2 separate regions of the Arachis hypogaea genome follow, and region 2 is linked to region 1. A link is a contact called in public Hi-C data. All regions are on one chromosome and are shown on one strand. Each heading gives the region's core, a stretch centred on a gene start, on an enhancer-like site or on the middle of the called end of the contact. The rest is flanking DNA. Distances are from core to core; before and after follow the strand shown. Region 1 holds the start of LOC112709121. Region 2 holds the start of LOC112710900 (pentatricopeptide repeat-containing protein At1g10270).

Region 1 (6,837 bases), core at 2,050-4,549:
CCTGCAATTTCTGGTTTGTGTAATACCTGTCTTAATGGATGATCTGTTCTGACGTAGACTATATGGCTCTGGAAATAAGGTCGGAGTCGTCGCGCCGAGAATATTAGAGCTAAAGCGAGCTTCTCTATCCTCAGATAGTTGAGCTCAGCGTGTTGGAGGATTTTGCTAACAAAATATATCAGATGTTGAACTTTGTTCCTTTCTATAACAAGAGCCAAGCTTATCCCCCAATCAGTAACTGATAAATATAAAAACAAATCCTCCCCTTGGAGAGGCTTTTGTAGGATCGGCGGTTGTGAGAGAGTTGTTTTTAATTTGGTGAAAGCTCTCTCACAGTCGTCGTTCCATTGAAATTTGGTTTTCTTTTTTATTGTTTGGAAAAAGGGAATAGATGTTGAAGCTAGGCATGGAACAAATCTCGATAAGGCAGCAAGTCTTCCTGTAAGGCGTTGAACTTCTTTAACTGTCTTTGGGCTTGCCATATCCAGAACTGCTCGGTATTTTTCTGGATTTGCCTCAATTCCTCTGCGTGTTAGTAAAAATCCCAGAAACTTACCCACTTGAACGGAGAATGCACATTTCTTGGGGTTGAGGCGCATGTTGTAGCGGCGTATCTCACCAAATATTTCTGTTAAATCGTCGATATGGTTTTCCCCGATCTTTGTCTTGGTGACCATGTCATCGACATATACTTCGATGTTTCTGCCGATCTGCTTGGCGAAGACATTGTCCATAAGACGTTGATAAGTTGCACCTGCATTCTTTAATCCAAATGGCATAACGTTATAACAGTAGTTGCCAAAATCAGTGATAAATGTCATTTTGCTTTGATCGGAGGGGTGCATGAGTATTTGATTATACGCCGAATATGCATCCATAAAACTTAAGGTAGCATATCCTGAGGCGTTATCTACTAAAGAGTCTATGGATGGTAAAGGATAGGAATCTTTTGGGCATGCTTTGTTTAAGTCAGTGAAGTCGACGCACATGCGCCACTTACCGTTTTGTTTTCTTACCATTACCACATTGGCCAGCCAGGTAGTAAATCTGATTTCTTTGATAAATTCTGCGTTGATGAGCTTTTGTGTTTCTTCTAAGGACGCCCGTTTCTTTTCTTTGCCGAGTTTTCTTTTCTTCTACTGTACTGGTCGGGCTGACGAGTTTATAGCTAGTTTGTGGGTGATGATTTGTGGGTCGATGCTGGGCATGTCTGAAGGTGTCCATGCAAATAGGTCGGCTTGCTCTTGTAGGAAGGTAGTGATGTTCTTTAGTTCTGATGTGCTCATTGACGTACCTACATAAGTAAGTTTGTTAGGATCGTTATTAAAATATACTTTTTGTAAGTCGTCGGATGGTTTAGGGCGTTCAAGAAAGTCAGCTCTTGGATCTAGGTCGGCGAGTACGTGGCTGTTGGTTGTAAGGTCGACATTGTTGACTTGTTGCCTGGAACAATTTTGGAGTTTCATGCTGATGTTGTAACACTGGCGTGCCTCTTTATGATCTCCGTGGATTGTTACTACATGGTCGTCCTGCAGAGGAAACTTAACACACAGATAAAATGTAGAGACAATTGCGCCAAACTTGTTTAAAAAAGGTCGGCCAAGTATAAGATTATACAGGCTAAAGCAATCGATTACTAAATATTGAATGTCATTTGTTTTTGAAAGAGGATGCTCACCCAATGTGGTTTGTAACCACACTGAACCCAATATTGGAACTCGCTCCCCTGAAAATCCAACCAGGTCGCCTCCTGTTGACTGGAGTATGTTGTCGCTGAGCTTCATTTTTTGGAACGTAGAGTAGAACAAAATGTCGGCGCTGCTTCCGGGATCTAGGAGTACTTTCCTTACCAACAAGTCCCCCAGTTGAAGAGTGATGACCACGGGATCGTGTAAGTTTTGTATGCTCAAATCGAAGTCAGCGTGTGTAAAAGTTACTTGTGGTGGAGGATTTGTCGTTTTAGCTTCTTGTTGTGGCCCATTCACCGAGCATATTGCTCGGAATGATCTTTTTCTAGCCGAATTTGAGGATCATCCACTTGCGTATCCTCCTGAAATACGATTAATTATACCTCGAGGTTTCTCGTATTGGCTTGAAGGTGCCTTTTCTTTTCCTCGGTTTTGTTGTTCGGACGAATCGTTGGTTGTTGAAGGTATGATGCGCTTTTGCATGTGACCCCCAATGTATTTGTCAAGGTGTCCTTGTCTAGCTAGGCGTTCCAGAAGGTCCTTGGCCACCATACAGTCGTCAGTGTTGTGGCCGTGTTTCTGGTGGAAAGCACAATATTTAGACTTGTCCACGTTCTTTGTATCTTGATAGGTACCGGCCTTTCTTGATGGCTTGATGAGCTTTGAATTTAAGATATCTCTAATTATGTCCTCTCGCTTAGTATTGAACTGCGTATAGGAATCAAATTGAGGGGTTAGTTTAAAATTTTTCTTTGTGCTTAGGGCCTTATCTTCATCTCGGTAGTTTGTCTTCTCAGATTTTCGAGTTTGTCTGAGTTCTTCGATATCAATTTGGCCTTTTGCTTTCTCGCAAAACTCTGAAAGGGTCCTCGGCTTGGCTACTGCGATGGTCTCCTGGAATTTTCCAGGGCGAAGTCCGCTTTTAATTGCGTGTAGGTGAACCTCGGGGTGGAGGTCAGGTATACTGATGGCAACTTTGGTGGAGCGGGTCATATAGTCCTTCAAGCTTTCGTTTGGTCCCTGTTTGATCGTATTCAGATAATCGGAGTCGTGCAGGTAAATCGCGCATCCAGCAAAGTGTTCTTCAAATAGCTTCTCCAGCTGCTGAAATCGCGAAATAGAACCTGCAGGCAAAGCACACAACCAATCAAGTGCAGGACCGTCTAAGTAATTTGGAAAATAACGGAATAAAACAGTATCTGATGCACCGTTGACGATCATTATTGATCGGAACTTTTTGAGAAATTTCTTCGGGTCTCCGAGCCCATCATAAGGTGTGAGGGTTAGTGGCAGGGTGAATCTCTTCGGCAATTCGAAGTTCATCACTTCTTCTGTGAAGGGTCCTACAAGTTCGTCGGACTCTTCCTTTTCATCTTCAGGTTGAACCTCCTTGGTTCGGATAGTCTCCGAGACATGAGAGGGTTGGGAATGGTGCTCATTATCTTCTGGTTGCTGGTGATGAGTGTCGTTATGTTCTATCTAAGCATGGTTCAGTTCAGCGATTTGAGCAGCCATTATTTAGTTTTCGTCGGCCATTCGTTGATTAGCTTGTTGTAGCTCAGCCACCATCCGCATAAGTTCGGATAGTGAAGGAGGTGGTACGTCAGCCATGGGTGTAAGAGAAGGTAATGGGACCAAAAGAAAGAATCGATTTCCTCGGCCCCACGGTGGGCGCCAATTGATCTTGCCTGCGAAATAGATTGGCTTCAACTATCTGGTGTTAGCCAAGCTATATCCTCGGAGGCTGAACGTCCAACTCTTGAATCCGAGTTTTTTCCTTGTGTTGTGGTGTGAGAGCACGAGCAATGAAGAGGAGGAGGAGTGTACCTACAAAGGCACTCTAAAGCTTAAGTCAGTATATTGTCTTATTCGAACTTACTCGAGAGATACTTTACCTTGGTTTTCTTCGTCCGTTGCATCTTTGGTCGTAACGTCGGTTTTGGAACGGTCAATAATGCCATTGATTACTAAGCCGTTTATACGTCGATTATGATAAAATGTTGATGTTATCGAGCTGTGGCTCATAAAATCCGAATTGTAACGGGTGATAATGAGTTATAACTCATACTGATAACGGTTATGAGGCCGAGTTATAACTCGTATTAATGACGACCATATCAATTACATATATTACTAAATGATTTAGCCTAAATATAAAACTAACCCAACAACAAAATTATTTAATTTTCCTAACCATATTTCTAAATATATTAAAAAAATTAAAGTACATTTTCAACTAATCACATACATTTTTTTATTATATCTAATTAGATATAATGCAATATAACAGACAATAGTTACATTACTGAATGCAATAACATTTTACTATAATATTCCTATACTTTAACTTATACGACTATACAACTAAATTATTTCTTAACAATAATATAACAAATAATAGTCTATAAACTACGCTAACAAACATCTAACCAAAATAATATTAAAAAGAATAATTTACATATTTAAGATTATGTAAATATTCAATAATATATTTTTTGAATTTAGTAAGATTATGGACTACCATTTTTTTTGTCGTTAGTTTTGTGCATTTTTCTTTTTCGTTCACTGTTTTTTGATAAGAAAATTTACTCATGAAATGTATAACACGACTCGTACTTTATGTGAAGTTGGAAACAGAGTGCGTGACACGTGTATTAATGTATTAAATTCATATGTTAAGTGTGACCTTTGATTTATTCGAAATAGTAAATATATAATTTTAAATTTGCCATTAATTTTGGAGAAAAAACATAAATATACATAGTGTGTTGGGTAATTTTTAAATGCTCATTTTGTGTTGGGTAAATTTTTAAATGCTCATTTTGTTTAAAATGGACCGCCAATTGAGCCTTTGGTTCTTGCAAGAATTTTTGTTTTTCTTCAAAAGTTAAATGTTAAAAAAGTTATTTGTTCGTGAGCAATGTTGGATTTGCACAAAAAAAATTATACACAAATTTTAAGGTGATTTTCTAAAAAGTTAATATTGTATATAATTTTTTAAATATAATTTAATATTATTAAAAAACAGTAGACAAATAAATGCATTACTGTTTAAAATTAACCAAAATAAACATAACTAAAATTAAATAATTTTTAAAAGTTATAAACGATTTTTCTTTTTCATAACATACAGAAATCTTTTTATTAAATATTAAAATATAAAAAAGTACATAGAATATATAATTACTAACATTTTTATTTTGTAATTATATTACGTGAATATAAGTATTTTAAAATTACATCGATTTTATCCTGACATTATAGATTATGGCACAAAAAATATATAGAATCAAACTACTTTACAAAAAGATTATAAAGGACAAAAGTCACCATTGACTAAAAAAATCAGGGTCTTCATATATAAAAAATTAAATAATAAAATTTTTAGTTATTATTTTCATGTGAAAGAGTTTAATTTATTACTAATAATTAATTTTAATATTCATTTTGTAAAATTTGAAACGATTTAACTTGTATACTTTTGATTAGGTGTTAATTCTATTTCACAAATAGAAATAATTAATTTTTATGCTTGCTATTTAAAAATAATATTTTTTCTCTCTATGTATATAAAAATATAATTAGATATTAGTATAAAAAATTATATTGATAGTTATAAAATTAACTCAAATTTTTTTTAAACAATTAGATCTTGATTTTAACTTTTAATCATAATATTAGTATTCTCTCCAAATTATATTTAATAAATATTTGAAATAAAGAAAAAGAAAATATATATTAAAAAGATAAGCAGCAAAAATTTAAAACTAAACAAAAAGACTAAAAAAATATGTATATAATAATAATTATAATTTTATTTGAATTATATTCTTTTGTTAATTTTATTTTTTGTTAAACAAAAAGATAGAAAAAATAGAGAATGAAAGAAAAGAGAGAGAAAGATAAAGATGAAGACTGAGAGAGAGAAACTGCTAATTTTAAAAGAAAAAATTTTATTTTAATTATAATGAAAAATATCGGATGACATGTTTTGATTTCTCAAATTACTAATATAAAATATAAATTATAAATTATATATAGAGTAGAAAGAGTAGGGAAAAATAGAAAAAGAGAAAAAGAGAAAAAGATAGATAAAAGAATTTAGGAAGTGAATTTATTAATTTTGGAGAAAAATATTTCTTTTCAATTTTAACAAGAGAATGTCACGTGACACATTTGGTTATTAAATTAGATAATAAATTATATATAGAGTGAGAAGGGTGGAGAGAAATAGAAAAAATGGAGAGAGGTAGATGACAGAATTTAGGAAAGAAATTTATTATGTTTGAAGGAGAAGATTTAATTTCGATTGTAATGAAAAAATGACATGTGACACATTTTGGTTGTAAAATTAGTACTTTAATTTTAAAGAAAAAAATTTTATTTTAATTGCAATAAAAAAGTGATATGTGACACATTTTAGTTGTAAAATTAGTAAGAAGGAGAATAAAATTCTTTAATTTAAAAAAATTAATTTTAATTATAATAAAAAATAATATGTGACATATTTTAATTATAAAATTAGTAATATATAATACATACGACTAATATTAATTTAAAAAATACTAATATTATTGTAGACAATTGACAAGTCAATTAATTTCTTATGTTACACATGCGGTCTAAAATGCATTAGCGAAGTCAAGGGCATGTTAATTATTATAGGAATTGTAACTAGTAATTGTCCACTTCTTTGAATAGTTTTTAGAAAGATTATATTAACTAACATTTATCATATGTTAAATTTAATTTAAAAATATTTATATTTATGTAAGAAAATATTTTTATTGAAAATGTGAAACTTATATTTTAATTTAAAAATTACCTAAAAATTAATAAATATTATTGAAAAATAAAGTAGTTTAAAATTTTAAAATATATAATTATATTTTTTAAAATTTAGATATTAATTAAGTGTTTAATTAGAAAAATATTTTTTAGCTAATATCATCTAAGTTTTAAAGTTAACTTTTGTTTTAAATCATAAATAATTATAAAAATTAATAGATATGGACTTTTTATTGGGCCGGCCTGTATGAATGAGGGCACCAATTCATGATAAATAATTAAAAATATAAAAAACCTATTTTTGTAATAAATACAATGCATATAGTCACTTTTGAAATAAATTTTACCAACCGAGGTGACA
Region 2 (6,547 bases), core at 3,905-6,404, 360 kb before region 1:
CAATCTTTTGTATGAAAGGATTCTTGTTGGCTTAGAAGCTATACTTTCAACGAGAACTTATTTGTGAAATTCTAGACCACACAAGAATCCGTTCATCATGCACTCATCCCCCCTCCCCACCGGTTGGCATGACCCCGGAGCCTCGAGCAGTCGTCAGCAGGTTGAGCTGGTCGATGAGATAGATACTGCGGAGCCATGACCCAGCAAACCACATCAACAGGCAAGACCCCTTCCATGCGGCACAGGACATCGGCTGCATGGCCCCGGCAACCATCGCAGATGATAGGCTAGATTGTCGTTATTTTGTTTATCCATGTGAATTTGTCTCTCTGAGCTCAGTGACAATGACACTAGTTATAGATTTGTGTTACTATATATGTCTTTATCTTTATATTTATGCTCAACTACTCCTTGTATTTGTCATTATATTATGACACTAGTTATGCATTTATATTTATGTTATCATTTTCGAAATTATAATTATAGATTATGATTATCCGTCACAATTGGGTCATATTTTATAAATATGAACCATGACGTATTTCATAAAGGTAATAACTATTTGATAAAGATGCGCCGTGCTAAACATGAACCAATACATATTTCATAATGATATACCAAATACATGAACTAAGCATTACACATCTCAGATACATCAAACTAAGTACTAATACATGAACTAAGCATTACATATCTTAACCACCAATCTAAATGCATGATCTAAGCATCGTCTGTTGGCTAATTAGGACAACCTTATCTGGTATGGCCGGTCTGCCTACAAAGACCACACCTCTTCTCTTGGTGCTCCCCTTCGTCCATCTCATTGCGAAATCTAGTGGACACAGGTCTGTCAGAGGATTTCTGGCGCATGGCCGGGTCAGGACGGAATTGGACTCCGAACCGCTCCGGCTAGAGCTTCTCATCTGGAATCAAAGGGAACTCCTTCTTGTATACCCTATACACTGCCTCCTGTCGGTACACCGGATGGACGTATGAACCCCATTCCACACTAGCAGCAGCACAGGCAGCAAGCGCATGACGACAAGGAAAGTGGAGTAACTGGAAAAGCCCGCAGTCACATGTGGCGGCAGTTAATAGAACTCGAAAAGATCCTTGTGACCAACCCTTGAAAGGCTCTAACTCCTCCACGAGAAATGCAGACGCCTGTCTATCACAGTGGGTGACACACATTTTCGAAATTTCGTCCCTGTTCTTTTCAATAGCTACTAAGAGCTACTGTGAAAACTGATTACCCGCCACAAGTTGTGCATGTGCCTCCCGTCCCTTTCTAACGAACAACTGTTGCAACCTCTCGCAGGTGCAACGTATGATGAATGAAATCAGTAAATACCGAGTACCCTTAAGAACCGCTTTCATGCACTCAGAGAGGTTTGTCGTCATATGACCAAACTGGCAGTCGCTGTCGCAGTGTTGCAGCCAGATCTCTTTGTGGAACCGAGCAGCCCAATCAGCTATCTCCTGTGACAATGTGCTAAGCGCATTCATGTACCAATCATACCCTACCTTGCTTGGGCTGTATGCAGCATTAATGAGATACCTCTTTTCCTCAGCAGACTTGAAACACGACATAAAATTCGCAGCCATGTGCCACAAATAGTAAGCATGGAATGTTCTAAGAGGCAGCCAACCACTGTCATCTCTTTGCAGTGCAGCCTTTATCACTTGAGATCTGTCCAAAATAATCAACAGACCCTCCATGGGCGTTACATGTCTCCTCAGATTGGTTAAGAAAAAAGACCATGACTCTATCGTCTCAAACTCCACAATTGCAAATGCAACGGGAAGTATGTTGCCATTCCCGTCGTGTGCTACTCCCATAAGAAAAACTCCACCATATTTTTCATACAGATGCATTATATCGACAGATATAAATGGCTTGCAGTGCTTGAAGGCTTCCACAAAGGTAGGGAAGGCCAGAAAACCATGTCAAACAAACTGCATTCATGCACCAGGAGGTGACCATCATAGTATGGAACAACATTGATATCACATACTGTTTTGGGACAACAACTCTGTAGTGCCTATAGTAACATCGGCACCTTGTTGTATGACTCCTCCTAATCACCGTATATCTGAGCAATTGCCTTCTGTTTTGCCATCCACACCTTCCTGTACGAGGGTTTGAAGTGATAGCTCTGTCTAACTGCACCCTGTAGGGTGGCTATCTTCACAGAAGGGTTAGATTGTATCAACAGGAGAATGACACAGCAGATGAGAGTACTGTCCAACTGTCGGTGGTCTTGAGACATCGTGGGAGCTAGACACGTGTGTGTGCCTCCCACACTACGCACCTCCCTAAAGAAATAAAACTAGATTGTTTAACATGTACATCTACCATAAAAGTAACGGCTAAGAATATAGATGCTATCTACACTTACCAATATCCGAGATTCTGTTGGAGAGTGACACGGAGACTCCAAGACAGCCTGCTTCGTATTGTCGGCAACGCACATGGTACTTTAATCGATCAGACTCCAATACTCGGTACTCTGCATTTCGATGGATGCTGTAATTCTTCACTCCCTGCAGTACTGCATCTCTGCTTTTGAATCTGTGGCCCACCATGAACTCCATACCCTTATCTAACTTGTAATCGTCTTCACCCGTGTTGGAAAATAGATTTTTCTCTTGCATCACATCCATGTCCAACGTATGATAATGACTTGGCATTGACGACAACATCGGAATTGGCTGCGGGGCCGGCAAAGATACCGGCGTGATGGCTCCACCGGAGTCTCGGGCACAAGCTCCTCGTCATCATCATCTTGTGACGAACCGCTGTCGTTGCTATCCACAACATAATCCTCATCAAATTCCTCACCGTCAACGTTCATGTCATCCAACGGACTAGAAACATGGATGGGCAGTGGTGCGAGAGGCGGATCATCCTGCACAAAGTTCGACTGCCCAGATCCAGCACCACCAACATCACCAACCTCTGCAAAGAGCTCCATCACTTGTTTGGCTATGACTCTACCATGGATGTCAAACATCAGCTGCACATGCTCGTCGCCATACAGCCAAAATAGACGAAATTAAAAAATTCCATTTTCTATCGGTGCTAGCAGCCTATACTCTACTCGTCCGACCTCTTTCCTCCCAGTATCAGCGACATTCCTCAATATCAGAGTCTTCAGCTCCGACAATGACGCAACTCGCTGGCTACGCAAAAACATGGGATTCTCACACTCAAACACGACCTCATTATCACCATTCCTCATAAGACAATTGAGATACACATATACAACCAAATATCCACTACTACTAGACATTATGACTAATTTGGGAAAGAATAAGGTTTAGGAGAAATAGTGAACTTGTTGTGAAGAATACAATGGATTGCACGTCCTTTTATAACTGCTGAAAATTTGTCCTAACATATTTCGTTTACAATGTAAACGAATTTATTTTACACGTATTTTTTTACACTATAAACGAAATATACATGTCTTGTTATATCAACCATATTTTGTTTACAGTGTAAACGAAATATGAGATGTGACGCAATTTGGTAAAAATGCTAGAAATTGTTTATATCGGTAAATAATAGAATTATTTAATTTATATAAAAAATCCAAAATAAAAAGAGTGATTTTGGTGTGTACTTGTAATAATTGCATTTTATATAAGTGTTGTCTTTGGTGGCTTCATTAATTTGATGACTATGGTGGCTAAGGTCTAGCAACCAATCCAAACTTGACATGTGGAATGTTTAAAAGAATTTGACTAGATGTAATGATCATAAATGCACTAATGAAGCAAGGTAAAAAATTTGAATCAATAAACAACTACTAATTAACATTTTGAAGAGTTTAGTAATTCATTATGAAATTTCAAAAACCAAAAATACAAAAATTGGATAAAATCAAAAAATTAAGAAATCCTCGATCCCAACAGTAGAGGGTGTAGTTCCATGAAGCCTGGAAGAACTAGGACTCCGTCTGTAATTAGTGAGTAAAAATTGGAAGGTACTCGTCGCTCGTCTGCATTTTTTGGCGGCCAGTTGTTCTCTGAGTTCGCAGGAGTAGTAGGGGAGGTCCTCGTCGGCGTTAAAGGTGAGAGGAAGAACTGATTTCTCCATGGCCATTGAAGGTGAGAGGGACAGGTGGAGTCTCCGTTGGCGTTGAAGGTGAGAGGTACAGCCGAGGTTCTCGTCGGCTGTAAAAGGGTGTGATCCTGAAAAGGGCATCGGAGATCTTCTCAGTGTTAAAGGTGTACGAAGTCAACAACAACCCATCCATCGTTATTAACTGTCTTCAACCACACACAGAGACGAATTCAAGGGGGGCAAATAGTGGACTTAGCTCCCTCAACAAATTTTAAAAATTCATATACTATTATAATAAATGTATTGTATAGAGTAAAATTTAATAATGTAGTAATAGTAAAAAGAGTTACTATTCTTTATGTATTAGAATTTAACTTTCTTTATATATATATATATATATATATATATATATATATATATATATATATATATTTATATTATTTGTATTTTTTATTTAATTTAGAGTTTTTGTTTTACATTTCTTTTCTTAAGATTAATTTGAACATTTATAATAATATTATTTTTTTCTAATTTTATTTAGTTGTTCTTTTTTATTATTTTTTAATTAATTTTTACCCTATTATTATATAAAAATACTTTAATATATTTTAAATTCATATAACAAAATTATTAATGCAATTAACTTATATTATTTTATATCATATTTTTTAATGGTGTAAAATATAAAAATATAACTTACTGTCACATAAATATTTAATAAAATAAATTAATTAACAAAATATTTAAAAATAGATAATTTCATATTTTATTAGATGTATAACTCTAAAAAATTATGAAAAAATTATAAAAATTAAAATAATTTTTTTATTTGACAAGTATTTATTAATTTTTTTAATTAAAAAACTAATTATAATTATATCTATTATTAAATATATAACATTATATTTAATTATACAAAATTTTAATTTTCAATTCCTCCACTTTTAAATTTCTGCGCCCCTCATCATATACAAAGCCACTTTCTTCTTTTCATCGAAAATTATCAATTCATTATTCATCCCATCAATTTTCAGACCAGGTCATACCTATTAGTACTAAACATATATCAATCCACACATAAACAATGGAGTATTGCATTTTCTTTAACATTAAGAGATCACTCTATTTACAATGTTATATACTTAATAACAAAAAAAAAATATTATCATATTTAGTATCTAAACAATAAGTTAATAAAGACAAGATAGAGCACGTTTGTCATTTTTTTATTGAAGGTACATTTTATAGTCACGGCTAATCACCATAGTCATAGTCATAGCCACGAGAAACTTAGCTTTTATATATTATCTCGTACAAAATAGTGAAAATACAGTACATACACCAGTTTACTGCGCAGTCTGAAAGGCGAAAGCAAGTTATCAGGGTTTAAGGGTTTGGTGTAGAGGGAGGGCTTGGTTCTCTCTCACCTATTCGTGACACCAACAACGAAACGATGCCGCTTTACCGACTCCTCCTCCGCTCCCTCCGCCGTTTATCGACGCTCCAAGATGTTGCCGTTTGTGATTCTCGCCCTTTCCCTTTCACTGCACAGAGTCGTTCATTCGCGTTCTCCTCCGCCGAAGAAGCAGCCGCAGAGCGCCGCCGCCGCAAGCGCCGCCTTCGCATCGAGCCTCCCCTGAATGCGATTCGTCCTCCTCCTCATCAATCCACCGCCTCCCGTGACCCCAACGCTCCACGCCTCCCGGATTCCACCTCCGCCCTCGTCGGTCCCCGCCTTAGCCTCCACAACCGCGTCCAGTCTCTAATCCGCGCCAGCGACCTCGACGCCGCCTCCGCCGTGGCCCGCCACTCTGTGTTCTCCGTCACCCGCCCCACCGTCTTCACCTGCAACGCCATCATCGCCGCCATGTACCGCGCCAAGAGGTACCAAGAGGCCATCGCTCTCTTTCACTTTTTCTTCAACCAGTCAAATATTGTTCCCAATATCGTTTCCTATAATAACCTAATCAACACCCACTGTGATGAGGGGAACGTTGACGTGGCGATCCAAATCTATCGCCATGTCATTGCCAATGCCCCTTTCAGCCCTTCCCCTGTGTCCTATCGCCATCTCACTAAGGGTCTCATCGACGCCGGCCGCATTGGCGAGGCCGTCGATCTCTTGCGTGAGATGCTGACTAAAGGCCACGGTGCCGACTCTCTGGTGTACAATAATCTGATTTCTGGTTTCCTTAACTTGGGGAATCTTGACAAGGCCAATGAACTATTTGATGAGTTGAAAGAGAGGTGTTTGGTGTATGATGGGGTTGTCAACGCTACTTACATGGAGTGGTACTTCAAGCAGGGTAGAGATAAGGAGGCGATGGAGTCTTACAAATCCTTATTGGATCGCGAGTTTAGAATGACGCCCGCTACTTGCAATGTCTTGTTGGAGGTCTTGTTCAAGTATGGCAAGAGCACGGAGGCGTGGGCTTTGTTTCGTCAGATGTTGGATAATCATACTCCTCCGAATTTTCA

What was found. Hi-C and Micro-C count contacts between places; a contact is called where the count stands out from the background.
Region 2: a contact with region 1 is called in a Hi-C map of leaf, with 3 times the contacts expected there. The contact joins the promoter of LOC112710900 here to the promoter of LOC112709121 in region 1. A contact is called at or near these places in 2 of 8 Hi-C or Micro-C datasets (both in leaf).

The regions. Positions count from the first base shown.
Region 1 is chr9:41,135,389-41,142,225 of arahy.Tifrunner.gnm2.J5K5, reverse strand. It overlaps LOC112709121, which reads right to left and starts at 3,299. Exons shown (of 2, transcript XM_025761017.1): 1 at 3,255-3,299; 2 at 2,031-3,167. The coding sequence starts at 3,299. The coding sequence ends at 2,031.
Region 2 is chr9:41,500,550-41,507,096 of arahy.Tifrunner.gnm2.J5K5, reverse strand. It overlaps LOC112710900 (pentatricopeptide repeat-containing protein At1g10270), which reads left to right and starts at 5,154. Exons shown (of 1, transcript XM_025763356.3): 1 at 5,154-6,547. The coding sequence starts at 5,523.